Linked DNA regions of Zea mays: region 2 is linked to region 1. Evidence: chromatin contacts called from public Hi-C data. All regions are on one chromosome and are shown on one strand. The core of a region is the stretch at or near the end of the contact, and the rest is flanking DNA. Distances in the headings are between cores, read along the strand shown.

The links. Hi-C and Micro-C count contacts between places; a contact is called where the count stands out from the background.
Region 2: a Hi-C map of endosperm shows a contact between it and region 1, with 4 times the contacts expected there. The contact joins the enhancer-like site here to the promoter of LOC100280640 in region 1. A contact is called at or near these places in 4 of 25 Hi-C or Micro-C datasets (ear, endosperm, leaf and 1 more).

The regions. Positions count from the first base shown.
Region 1 is chr2:138,781,346-138,787,749 of Zm-B73-REFERENCE-NAM-5.0, forward strand. It overlaps LOC100280640 (nucleotide binding protein), which reads right to left and starts at 2,749. Exons shown (of 11, transcript NM_001153558.1): 1 at 2,326-2,749; 2 at 1,555-1,866; 3 at 1,354-1,462; 4 at 1,145-1,268. The coding sequence starts at 2,484. LOC103647011 (a long non-coding RNA gene) reads left to right here. Exons shown (of 3, transcript XR_004856338.1): 2 at 521-633; 3 at 762-923.
Region 2 is chr2:138,982,158-138,988,561 of Zm-B73-REFERENCE-NAM-5.0, forward strand. LOC100381729 reads left to right here. Exons shown (of 7, transcript NM_001349030.1): 2 at 2,007-2,603; 3 at 4,659-5,020; 4 at 5,150-5,450; 5 at 6,194-6,316. Among protein-coding and RNA genes, the nearest start is that of LOC118476363, 19 kb to the left of the region's middle. Within about 2 kb of position 3,849, at least 1 of the 20 cell types and tissues checked has an H3K27ac peak or open chromatin away from gene starts, as enhancers often do. A contact at or near this core is called in endosperm, where this site is marked.

The DNA of each region.
Region 1 (6,404 bases), core at 1,499-3,998:
TGCTGCCTCTGTGGGTGCTACTGTTAGACAAACATACACTAGAAGCATGCAAGGAATACTATAGTTGCAGCTCTAGTTATTGTTGAAGAGGACAATGAGGAGATGGAGGAAGATGAACCAGCAGCACATGGAGGAGACTTTGATTATGATGAGATGGAGAAAGAAGCACCTGTTGCAGCTGGGCCATCTACTGTAGCAGCAGCTGGAGATGGAAAAGAAGGCTTCCATTGGATGATGATGTACTTGTTTAGTAGATGCTTCAAATCTAAAATTTATTAATATAATATTCTCTTTGTCATTTAGATGCATTTAAACTCTAATTTGTTGTTGTTCTAGACATTGATATGGTTCGATTATGTAATATGGAGTTTTAGACCAATTTACTTGGCTGTTGGCTGCTTGGTCATATGGTTTAATCCTTCTTTACTTGGCGGCTTGGTCATACGGTTTAATTACCTGATTTTGCATCATTGCTTGGTTGCTGCGCTGCCACTTCTTACTCATTTAATCCTTGTTTCAGATACAAGAGCTGCAACTCAGCAAGATTGGAGTGGGACAGCCAAAATACAATGAAGCTGTCACTTCACATCTAACACACTATGTTCGTCTTCGCTGATGCATGCACTACAAGTTGTAAGTCAAGAACTTAGTATCTTCCATGCATATGGGTTATCGTTACTTTTGTCAGTATCTCAGACCGTGTCCAGCAGCTTTTTCATATGATTATCCAAAACACTGTTTTACATTGTTTTGCACTGTAGACTGCACTATTCGCTGAGTAGAGTTTGAATATGAAGATGAGGATGGATAAGCTGTTGGAGATAGTCTCAGCAAATTCTAACAGATCGCAGTGTACTGCATGTCGGCTTGTGTAACTCGTAGGACCACTACCATATCAAGAAATAAATATTTAATACTGGTAAGGTAACGGCAAGACAAATTTGCCAAGCTTATTAAGGGGGAAATTGACAAACACTTTTAGCACATGTTCGGCTGTGGTAAAAGGCAGCTGTTGCTGCTGCCGTGCTGCGGGCTCCAGCAGCTTCCCGCTCTCTCACAAAAGTACTGTTGCAGCAGCTGCGGCAACAGTTTTTTATCATACCCAAACAGCGTGTTAAATTAAACAGTAAAAATGAAAACATGCCTGCTGGCAGCGCCACCTTGACTTGGATCTTTGTCTTTATCTTTGTCTCTATTAACAAAATGCTGATATGAAACGGGCTTCTTTCCAGGATCTTGCAGCTGCTGCCTCAGTGACATTGAATAGACTGTAGAACAAATAAAAGAACTTATGCACGATTCTTTAACTAATATAAGCATAAAGCTTTCCTAATTATGAAGCATTTGACATACCATCTCCTGAGAACACCCCAACAAGCAGATCGTGCCCATCCTTGGCCTCTGGGTCAAATGCATGGCAAAGCGGGTTTGAGCTACTGAAGTGGATGGACTTTATTGGATCCTGATGCAATTAGCATGTGAACAGAGAACCACAGGATACCAAAGTTGCAAGCAACTTAACATGCATGCATGCAATAAGAGATAAGGAAATACTTTGTCATGTGAGTTGAGATCACTGATGAAGAGTGTATCTGCAGTATTAAATATGATGTACGCGCCCTTTCCATCATAGTTTGCCATGCCTTGCGATCCACTTGCACTAGTCGACACACCAATTCCTCCACCCATGCGGCTGCTTCCTGAGACAGCCCTGCTGGTACCATTGCTCCCGAAGCTAAGTGCCCGGCTCCCATTCCCAGTGCCGAGAAGTCTTGCAGCTGCAGACCGCATCCCACTACCAGCACTTGGTGTTGAAGGCGTGGAACCCTGGCCTGCTGGCTTCTCCTTCAAATATGCCACTGTCATCTGGCACCATCACAACAAACAATCGATAACTGCATAAAGGATTTGTAATCTACACAACGCAACAGAATCAGAAAGCACAAAGCCCTCAGAACAGTTAAGCAGATATTTGATCTATTCTATTAGAGTGTTAGAATTTGCGAACAGAAAAATGTGTGTCATTTGTATTTGTATTTTTTCCTAGAACGGTAACACGAAATATATGCAGGGACTATCCAAACATTAAACATTACACCAATCTATGCTGCGCCTGATCCAATCCATGAAGCGCCTAGAAACTTCCGAATATCTGCCGCATCGCATCTACGATGACTCATCCAGATACCACACCTGATCAAGCCAAGTCAACACACATCCCAACCCAATTCCCCATCCATCCAGCACAGACCGACCCATCAATAACCCCATAAAGCACATCAAACTGCCTCGCTACCCTAATCCGAACGACGGCGCCCTTGCTACCTGGGAGACGGTCTTGCCGCTGTGGCTGTAGTGCACGACGGCGGGGGAGTGCGTCTTCTCATACTGCAGCTTGTGCCGCCCCTCGGGGGTCTTGAAGTAGGTCTTCAGCCCGCCAGACCCCGCGCCGGCCCCGCCGGCCGACCCCGCCGCCGACGCCATGCTCCCCCACGGGCGATCGCGGACCGCCGCAATGCTCACTCGCCGACCCCGCGCGCGTGCGCAGACAGACGAGGCCGCGTGAGCAGTCACCGGCTCATGCCCCCGCCGGTGACGCGAGGGGTAGGGCCATGGAGGCGAGGGATGAGGTGGTCGGATTGGGGATGAGACGGGGTGGATGCGGGAGAGCCGGAGAGCAGAACGAAGCCTTGGACTCGGTCACTCGGAGGAGCGGAGAAAGAAAAAAAACGAGTTGATTATTTTTTGCGGACTCTTCGTGTGTCCATAGAAAAATTCTATATGAGTAATATGACATCGTGACTATATGAAACGGAAGAAGACCCTTTCGGTAATATGAAGAAACTCTTTCGGCTAGGTCGAGAGAAAATATAAAAAATGAAAAACAAGTAAAAAAATAATGCATGATGACTAATTTGGTGACCAGAGCAACTGAATTTTTTCTATATATCTTTTCAATTCATCGGTCACCAAATCAGTTCTAAAAGTTGATTTTTTTAGTATAAGTGGGTGTTTGGTTTATAGGGACTAAACATTAGTCCCTTCACTTTATTCCATTTTAGTTCATAAATTGTTAAATAGGGAAACTAAGGGCCCGTTTGGCACAGCTCCAGCTCCTGATTCTAAGCGAGGATCTAGAGGAGTCGTGCCAAACAGGTATTTTTTTTAACTGATTCTCGTGTGGAGCCGAAAGATCGGGAGTCGTTTTTGTGAAGAAAGGTGGGATCTAAAAAAACCTGCTCCACCCTCCCTTAAAATAGCTCCTCAACCAACCAAATATGGACCTCCCCTTAAATTTTGATCGAAATTACCCGTAATTGCCATTGGACAAAAACATAACGAGCCAATTTATGGATTAAACATTTGAGACCATTTTATGCACTACTATGATGAGAATATTTTATATGTTATTGTTTCATATTTTTTTTCCGTATATGCATCCTACTTATTGGTTTGTAACAAAGTTAAACTGCAAAGGATAAAACAGACAATCGCCACGGACCACCAACTTTCAGAAGACAAGAATCAGTTTACTTGCCAAACGGTTTTAAAAATGATTCTGATTCTCTAGGAGAAGCAGGAGGATCAACTCCTCACGAGGATCAGGATCTGGAGCTAAAGAAGCTGGAGCTGGAGCTTTGCCAAACGAGCCCTAAAATAGAGTTTTAGTTTCTATATTTAGTAAATTAGGGACTAAAATGGAATAAAATTGAGGGACTAAAAATTAGTCCATAGAAACCAAACACCCCCTAAATATAAAGTTGACTTTCGAAAGAACATGATAAAAGGCTCCGCAATTGATAAATATGTCATCAGCACTCTCAAGTTACTCGTACTAGTATAATGTTTGTACGGTCATATTTGATTGGTGACAATGACAAACCATAGTGAAAAGCCCTTTGTCATAATGTTGATCTCTAGACTAAAAGTTACAACACACCTATCCAAACACATTACAATCCAAAAAAATTGGAATTAGAATTCAAAATAGTCAGCATGTTCGCTTGGCTTTATTTCCTACTGGCTTCTACTGCTTCTATATTGTTTTTATCTATATAGATTGAAGCTGCAACAGTTTGAACAATTAGCTTTAATATGAAGCAAACAGCCTGAGTAAGGGTGTGTTTGGTTTGACTTTTGGCTTTGACTTTTGCCCCCCTAAAAGCCAAAAGCCAACCAAAGAGATGGATCCAGGAAGCAGTTTTTTCTAAAAGCCGACTTTCTCGTAGTGCAAATCTGAAAGCACCTCTGGACCTGCTTTTAGTGGCTTTTCGGATAAACTGTGAAAACATATATCGAAGAATTTTTTACGATTTTTAGTGGTTTCCACCAAACGATTTTTAGCTTTTTAACAGCTTACAACCTACAGCAGCTTTTTTCACAGCTCACCGTCCACAGCAACTTTTTTCACAGCCACAGCCCAACCAAATAGATCCTAAATCTTTGTTATGGCAAAGTTTAATGGGTCACCGCCCAGGCGCCCACCTGCATTCCTCTTTACAACTACAACTATGTCATGACTACACGAGCAAAACAAAGAATATTTTTTTGTCGAACGTTGAACGATATATCAAACATGCATGCCCACGTATGGGCAAGTTCGCGACGTCAATCATAGCTCATCTCGGGATGGCGATGGTGGCACGACATACAGGGTAGGCGGGCGTCCTAGTGAGCCACATGTCGACACAGGTGTTGGGGTCTCCTTCTCTGCCGAAGGTCCTCAGGACGAAGAAATCGTATATAATCAATGGGACTGAGTGCCGAAGGTGCAACAACCATGCATGTTGAAGCTGCAACAAGCACGAGCAAAGCGTCGAACGATTACAACTTCGGCTCAAGGTGGTTACGAAGGTCAAAAGTGATATTAAACCAAAGAGAAAAAGACATGTTAATCCCTGATATTTGTATTAGGATAATGTATGCATACTAGGGTCATAAATGTACTTTTGCTTGGGCTGTGTTCCTTGCTTATAAATAGATGAACAGTACCACATGTACTGTTTACGCTGGATTGGGATTGTGCACTCGCTTTCACCTTGAGCAAGCCAAAGGTACAAATGTAATATACATCATGTATTACTTTGCCAATATATGATACAGATCTTAATGTTATTTAACATTCAATATGATATAAATAATTGTCATGTATTTACATTTGTAAATACATTTTTTGTATTTGTAAATGATGAAGACTTGTTCTTCATAACCTTCGTCCGAGAACCATCATGACCGAATGCATATGATGCTTCGAAGGACGAAGGTCCTTTACATTTAACAATTGGGTTGCCTTGTTTTGTGATTCAGCAATCAAAAACAAGAGACCAACAGCAGGCGACATGGAACACGTGTGCAGGTCGGCATCACGTGCCACCGCTCCATGGTGTGCACGACATCGAGGCACACTACGCACTAAGGGGAGTTGGTGGCGGTCTCGTCGCCGGCGCCGCCACTCGTGGAGGGGAAGGTGAAGCTCGGGAGGCAGCAGATCTCGGCGAGCAATAGCCCCAAGCGGAGAGACGACTACAAAGGGACAGGGTCGAGCGATGGGACACAGTAGTGGTTGTTGTGGTGGTGGTTGAAGGCACGCGTGGCAAGGATGAGAACGAGGAGGAGCAAGGCGAATGCGGTGGCAAATAGGAGAAAGACTGCGAGCGCGAGCGCCATAACGGTCGCTCGCGCGAAGAGCGACAGGAGGCGCAGTCCGCCGCTGGTGCACTCGTGCTTGCATTCTCTTCCCTGTTCTGGGGCGACCTTAGGCACGGTAGTGCCGGCTAGAGTGGGTGAGGCCATTTGGATGAGGCGGTTGTAGTCCTTGGTGTGGCTCGAGCGCTTCATGGCGGATCTGCATCAATCAAGTCCATGGTAGCGACACGAGCACGGGCGTAGGGGGTAGGGTTTGGGGATAAGATGGAAGATGTGATGCAAGATTGAGTCGCAGCAGCTACCTTTCGAGGTGAATGGAAGGATCGTGGTTTGATTACAAAGAAATCTAAGGGGGTTTTAGCAAAATTGTTGACACACGGCGATAGTGGAGACGCTGATACTTTATATAGTAGAGAAATAATTATATCCATATCCTATTATTATTGATAATAATTCTAAGAACTACCATTACTACATATCTAATAGGAATAGTATTATTACAATTGTCCTCAATTATGATATTGTATACATCCATAAAGTATCAATACTTTTGTATGGATAGTTTATTCTAGTTTCTTATTTGTTCTATGTGAATCTCTCTAGGATCATCACAGACCTTGATAAGGTAGGGTTTCCTGTGACGGAACCTCCCAAGGTATTAGTCCCACCTATAGATGTCCTTGTCCTAAAGACCTCAGACAGTCATGCAGGTGCGCATAATGACTTGACAAGTTCGGTTATCTGTATCTTCATCATAT
Region 2 (6,404 bases), core at 2,599-5,098, 200 kb after region 1:
AAACTACGTTGGCTGTCCAGACCTTGGGGTGTGCCTCAAAAAACTTTCCCACAACCTATCTTGGTCTCCCTCTGAGCAGCAAAAAACTTAGTGCTGGAGACCTCGCTCACCGGATAGAGAAAATTGCTGCCAAGCTTCCAGGATGGAAGGCTGACCTTTTAAATCTTGCGGGGAGAATCACTCTTATTAAAGCTGTACTCTCTGCCATCCCAGTTTACTTATTTACTGCTCTTAATGCTCCAAAATGGGTTATAAAAGCCATTGAAAAAATTCAACGGAACTTCTTATGGAAAGGAAGAAAGGAGGCTAGAGGAGGTAACTGCCTTGTATCTTGGGATAAAATCACTCGGCCTATTGACTTGGGGGGCCTCGGAATTCCTAATCTCCAAAAGATGAATTGGGCCCTTCAATTGCGATGGCTTTGGCTACAAAAAACTGCTCCTTCTAAGCCTTGGAGTGGCCTGGATCTTAAAATATCATCCCAAGCCAGTGCTTTATTTCAGGTTGCAGTGTCTACCACTATTGGTAATGGTATTTCAACTTTCTTTTGGAAGGATAAGTGGATTCATGGATATTCTATTATGGATATAGCTCCCCTTATCGCTGCTGCAGTTCCGAAGAAAATTAAAGATGTAAGGACTGTGCAGCAGGCCCTTACCTCTCACTTCTGGGTTCATGATATCCAGAGGAATCTCTCTCTGGCTGAGATTGAGCAATATTTACAATTATGGGAGGTAATTGATTCTTTTCAGCTTCAAAATTCAAATGATCAACATGTGTGGAATTTTAGCAGCAATGGACTGTATACCTCCAAATCTGCCTATAGAGCTTTTTTCATTGGAGCGGAATCTTTTGAGCCCTGGAAAAGAATTTGGAAGAGTTGGGCAGCCCCTAAGTGTAAGGTCTTTGTTTGGCTGGCTATAAACAATAAATGTTGGACAGCGGACAGACTAAAAAAAAGAGGGCTTGATCATCCTGAAAATTGTGTTTTATGTGACCAAGAGGATGAAACTGTGCAGCATATTTTATCTAATTGCGTCTTCACAAGACAGTTTTGGCATAGTATCTTAACTCCAATTGGTCTCACTTCTGTGGGTCCTAAAAGAAGAGATTCAGACTTTGCTGAATGGTGGAGAAAGGCTTCATCCAGGATTCCTAAGAGCAAAAGAAAGGGATTTAATAGTATGATAATACTTGGGGCTTGGAATATTTGGAAGCAGCGAAACAGGTGTGTTTTTGATGGTGCTCGACCCTGCCTTTCAACCTTAGAAGACGGATTTAAGGACGAGATGAGATTGTGGGTTGCTGCTAGAGCCAGAAACCTGCACTCTCTTTTCAACCCTGGATAGAGGAGTCTTGAAGCCTATTGAAAGACTGGGGTGTTAGTGGGTTGTATGTGTCTGTATTGTGTGTGTTTTGTGGGTGTGAGTGTGTCTTTTTGTTTTGTGTGTGTTCTGTTTGTCCTGGGCCTCAGGCCGTTTTTCCTCTATTTTAATTCAATGATACGCAGCTCTCCTGCGTATTCGAAAAAAAAACCCAATAGAAACCACAAGCTTATGTAGTGTATGCATATCATCACTTTTTTATTGTGTTCATTTCTGATTTTTATTGTAATTGCATTATCATAACCATAGCTAGACTAGAATCTCCCACACATATATTTTTATATGTTGTGCAATGATCTCTAATTCACTCAGTTTGTGCTAGACAAGCCCTTCAACTTGAGACCATAATGGTACAATGTTGTAAGCTTGCTATCAAATTAAATTTAAGTATCTGACAGTTAGATCTCATAATTTAGATTATTACCTCACTGGGGCTTTTTATGGTTGGATTTGACTGTCGAAAAGATAACACTATTAGCGAATTCTACCGCTTTCTTTACTTCCCTGCATCACCTCTGGATAGATATGTTACTGTGTTTGGAACAATAGCTTTTAATATAGTAGATAATATTGCGAATTTATGTTCAAGATGTATTTACTTGAACATGTGCTATGACACAGGTCTCTCTATTCAAAAGACTGCTTCAGATGGTGAGAAACTTGAGAGCAGAATCAGATCGAATGCATGCTTTGGCATGTATTTGTCGGACTGCTCTTTGTGTTGATCTTTTTGCAAAGGAGAGTGTCCGAAGAGGTCAGAAGCCTGTTCCTGGAACAGATGTGATATCGCTCTTTGAAGATGTGAGGGTGAAGGAAGATCTAAACAGCGTAACAAGCAAAAACTTGTTCAGAGAAGAGCTAGTGGCTTCCCTAGTCGAAAGTTGTTTCCAGCTATCTCTTCCACTACCAGAGTTGAAGAATTCTGGGACAGAGAGCAGAGTTATAGGAGCGTTAGCCTATGGAACTGGTTATGGTGCCCTTAACTGGACAGAACCTGCTTTGGATGTGGTGGAAGTTTGCAGGCCATGTGTTCTTTGGGACTGTGATGGTCGTACCTATGCAATTGATTGCTATCTAAAGTTACTTGTGAGGCTTTGTCATATATATGATACCAGAGGCGGTGTGAAGACAATTAAAGCTGGTGCATCTCAAGATCAGATTCTGAATGAGACACGACTTAGAAATTTGCAGCTGCAGCTTATCAGGGACCTTCGCGAGGTTGTGATCCTTATTATTCTTGAATGTTAAATTTTAAGTATTCCTTCCTGTCTTCCTAAATACTAGTTGAAATCTAATGAGACTATTTATTCATTGCTGTGTTAACTCAATGCTTTGAGTGACTCCGTTTTTCTGATCATGTCACATAGATCTTTATTTGTTCTTGCTTGAGTTATCAACTAAACAATGTTTTAGAATTAAATTTAAGTGTTCTGTACTCTTAGCGTAGCACATGTGTCACCTTGAGCTATTAAGGCGTCGCTAAAGCGGTAAGGCGAGGCTAGAGGGTAAGGCGTCGCTGTCGCCTTACTTGTTGTCGTAACTCGTAAGGCGTCCGCCTTTGCCTAGAGCATCGCCTTTGGGGCGCAAGGCATCGGTAAGGCGTTGGATCACAGACACCTTGGCCTGGGTAGGGTTGAAGAGGGGTACAGATGGAGACGCGGACTGCGGGGCGGTAGCTTTCCTGTCGGCGGCGACAACCCTCCTCTCCCTTCCGTTGTGGCGCGGTTGCGCGCATAGTTGTTGAGGCGTCGCCTAGGCGGTAAGGCACGCCAGGGACACGTAAGGTGTCCTCCTCGCCTTAGTTTAGAGCCTAAAGTGGGTGGAAGTGGCAGCACAGCGGCTGCTGTGGCGCGGTGGCTGCGGCAGAGGGCGGCGCGACGACTGCGACAGAGGGCGGCGTGATGGCTGGTGCAGAGGGCAACGAGGCGGAGGGCGGCACGACGGCGACGGCTGGGAGAGAGACAGGGAGAAGCGGGGAGAGAGGGAGAAGTGGCTGGGAGAGAGAGCGCTGGGAGAGGAGAGAGAGGAGAGAGGGAGCTGTGCGGCTGCTGACTGGGAGAAGAGATGGGGAGAGGGTTGGGAGGGGATGAATAAGGCCTTGTTCGGTTATTCCCAATACACATGGATTGGATGAGATTAGAAAAAATTAACAAGAAGTTTGACTTGTTTGAGATTTAAACCCATCCAATCCCACTCAATCCACATGGATTGAGAGTTAACCGAACAAGCCCTAAGTGAGCTTAACCTAACTTTAATGGGCCAGGTGGGCTGGTTTGGGCTGGCTAGGTTATTCTTTTTCTTTTCTTTATCTTTTTTCTCTTCTATATTAATAATTTTGTCTTAAACACTTTCTTAAATATCAATAATTTTCTTATTTTTAAACATATTTAAGGCATCGCCTCGCCTTACACTTTACCGCTTAAAAGGTATAAAGGGGTTCACTCGCCTTACCGCCTTAACAACTATGGTTGCGCGGCCATCCTCCTGGGAGGCGGGCTGTGTGCGGCTATGAGGAATTAGGGTAGGGTATAGAAGTTGTGGTGGCTTGCCGGTGGTCTGTATGGGTTGGATGGGCCTTTAACTTATTTTCCTTTCCTTTTCTTTTCTTTTTCAATTTTAACATAATAGGGAATAGGGAAGGTGATGAACTGATGGACAAATTAGGGAAGGTGTGGAAAGTTGTCAACAAATTCTATACTATTTGGTCTAAGTGATATACTAATTTTTTTTTATTATATAATTAAGGCGTCTCCTTGCCTTACGCCTTACCGCATAAAAGGTAAAAAGAGGGCCGGGCGCCTTATGTCGCCTTCCGCCTTAATAACTATTGGCACCTCCCGTCCCCATATAGTTTCTACCTTTTCCTTGTTACATATATCTGACTCTTGTAAAACTTGAACCATGTGCATATTTTTATAAATAAGACTTTGGATCTTATTTAGTATTTTAGAATAGAAATAGATAAATGCTTCTGCTTTGCGAAAGCTTTATCTCTGTTTAGATCTGATTATGCCTGTTTTTTCTATGTTTCATCTTTCCTGGTAAACACTAAAACTGCATCATTTCATAAAGCTGCTTTCCTAATAAAAGCAGCGTTTCAAAAAGCACTTGGTGATAGGTGGGTAGTCGGCTGGCACCTACTTGTGCCTAGGCACTGATTAAGCAGGCTACTGCTGACTCTTTAAACAACAAATGAAAACAAAATCCATTCTCTTCGTTTTCTTTTCCAGAATGGTCGAAGATTATTAAATTTGATTAATTGTATCTTACCAGGTTCACACTCCACGTATATCTTCACGCTTGATATGGGCAATTTCTGAACACTTTGATCTTGAAGGTCTGGATCCCCTTTTAGCTGATGACCCAGAGGACCCACTGAATATTGTCATATCTAACATGCACAAGATATTATTCAACACCGATTCATCTGCTACTACATCAAATAGGATACAAGATGTGCAGGCTGTTCTAATTTGCGCTCAGCGGTTGGGAGCAAGAAATGCAAGAGCAGGCCAACTTCTCACTAAAGAACTGGAAGAGTTTAGGGCAAGTACTTCAGCTGATTCTATGACCAAGCATCAATCACGTTATGTGTTGCAAGTAATAAAATACGTAACAAACCATCCTGACAACAGGTGAGTGCATTTTCATACTTGGGTTAATCTTGTCACTTGTGTGCCAGTGTTCACGTAGATGTGTAAAAATGGTCTACCTGAATGAAAGTTCCATAGAGAAATGACAATGTTAACTTATTGTTGTTTCAGGTGGGTTGGTGTAGGTGATGCTACAGGGGATTATCCATTTAGTCACCACAAGCTTACCGTTCAATTTTCAGAGGCGTCTGCTGCCCAAGATAGGAAATTGGAGGGATTAGTCCATAAGGCCATCCGGGAGCTTTGGAGGCCGAATCCCAGTCAATTAATTCTCCTACAAACAAGGGGAATTGGTGCTTTGCATAAAGAGCTTCCAAAAGCGTGTGCTTTGACTGGCAGCAGTGATCCGTGCTACATCGAAGCATATCATTTGGCAGATCCAACTGATGGCAGAATTACCCTACATCTAAAGGTATAGCCTGATTGGTGCATCTCTCTCTACTATTAACTTGGAATATACTGTTCATCAGTCATGGTTACTGCTAATACTGCTTTGGGACTTCACATCCTAATTCGGAATTTAATTATTCTAATGTTTGTGTTTAAAATTAAAGGATTTTTAATAAAAAAAGTTTGCACACTTGTTGCTACATTAGTCTTAACAGGAATGGATGTTCTTATACAAATAGACAAAGTGCTGAAACTAGTTGATATGATTAATGTTCATATAGAACAAGTCGGACTTCAAAAGAAAGTGGCCTTGATGTCCCACATCTGATATTGTAAAAAACTCGACACGCGGGGGTAAGACGGCTCCCCGTTATTACATTAAGAAGAAGACTTTCTCACGTAGGTCGAAAAAACCTCCGAACCCCTGCCCCACCCATATACAGCGGCACCGTATCCCATGTGAGAACGATCGTGACCGGGGCCAGATCTTAGACCTATGTTTTAAGGTGGGACAGACGAGAGGATTTTTTAACCCAAGCCTGTAATCCGCTCCCGTGAGGAGTCGAACTCAGGACCTGAGGAGGTGCTACTCATACCACCTAACAAACTCGGCTAGAGGCCCTTTCACCTGCATCTGATATTGTATTTGACTATAACAACAATTACAAATAATTCTTCACATGTTGCTTTGCTCAAAGGTCGAATTGTTTGATTAGGAACATATTATCATGTCTTTTGACTAGTGTGTGCTCTGTGCTGTTGCAGATTTTAAATTTGACTGAGCTGGAACTCAACAGGGTGGACATCCGTGTTGGCCTGTCTGGAGCACTGTATTATATGGATGGTTTCTCTCGCACTGTTCGTCACCTTCGGAATCTTGTTTCCCAGGTGCCTTGCAATATATTTTCTGAAGGAAGAACTTCAAGATTTTTTTGTCTACCGATTACAGTTTCCATGAAAATATGATTTGAATAAA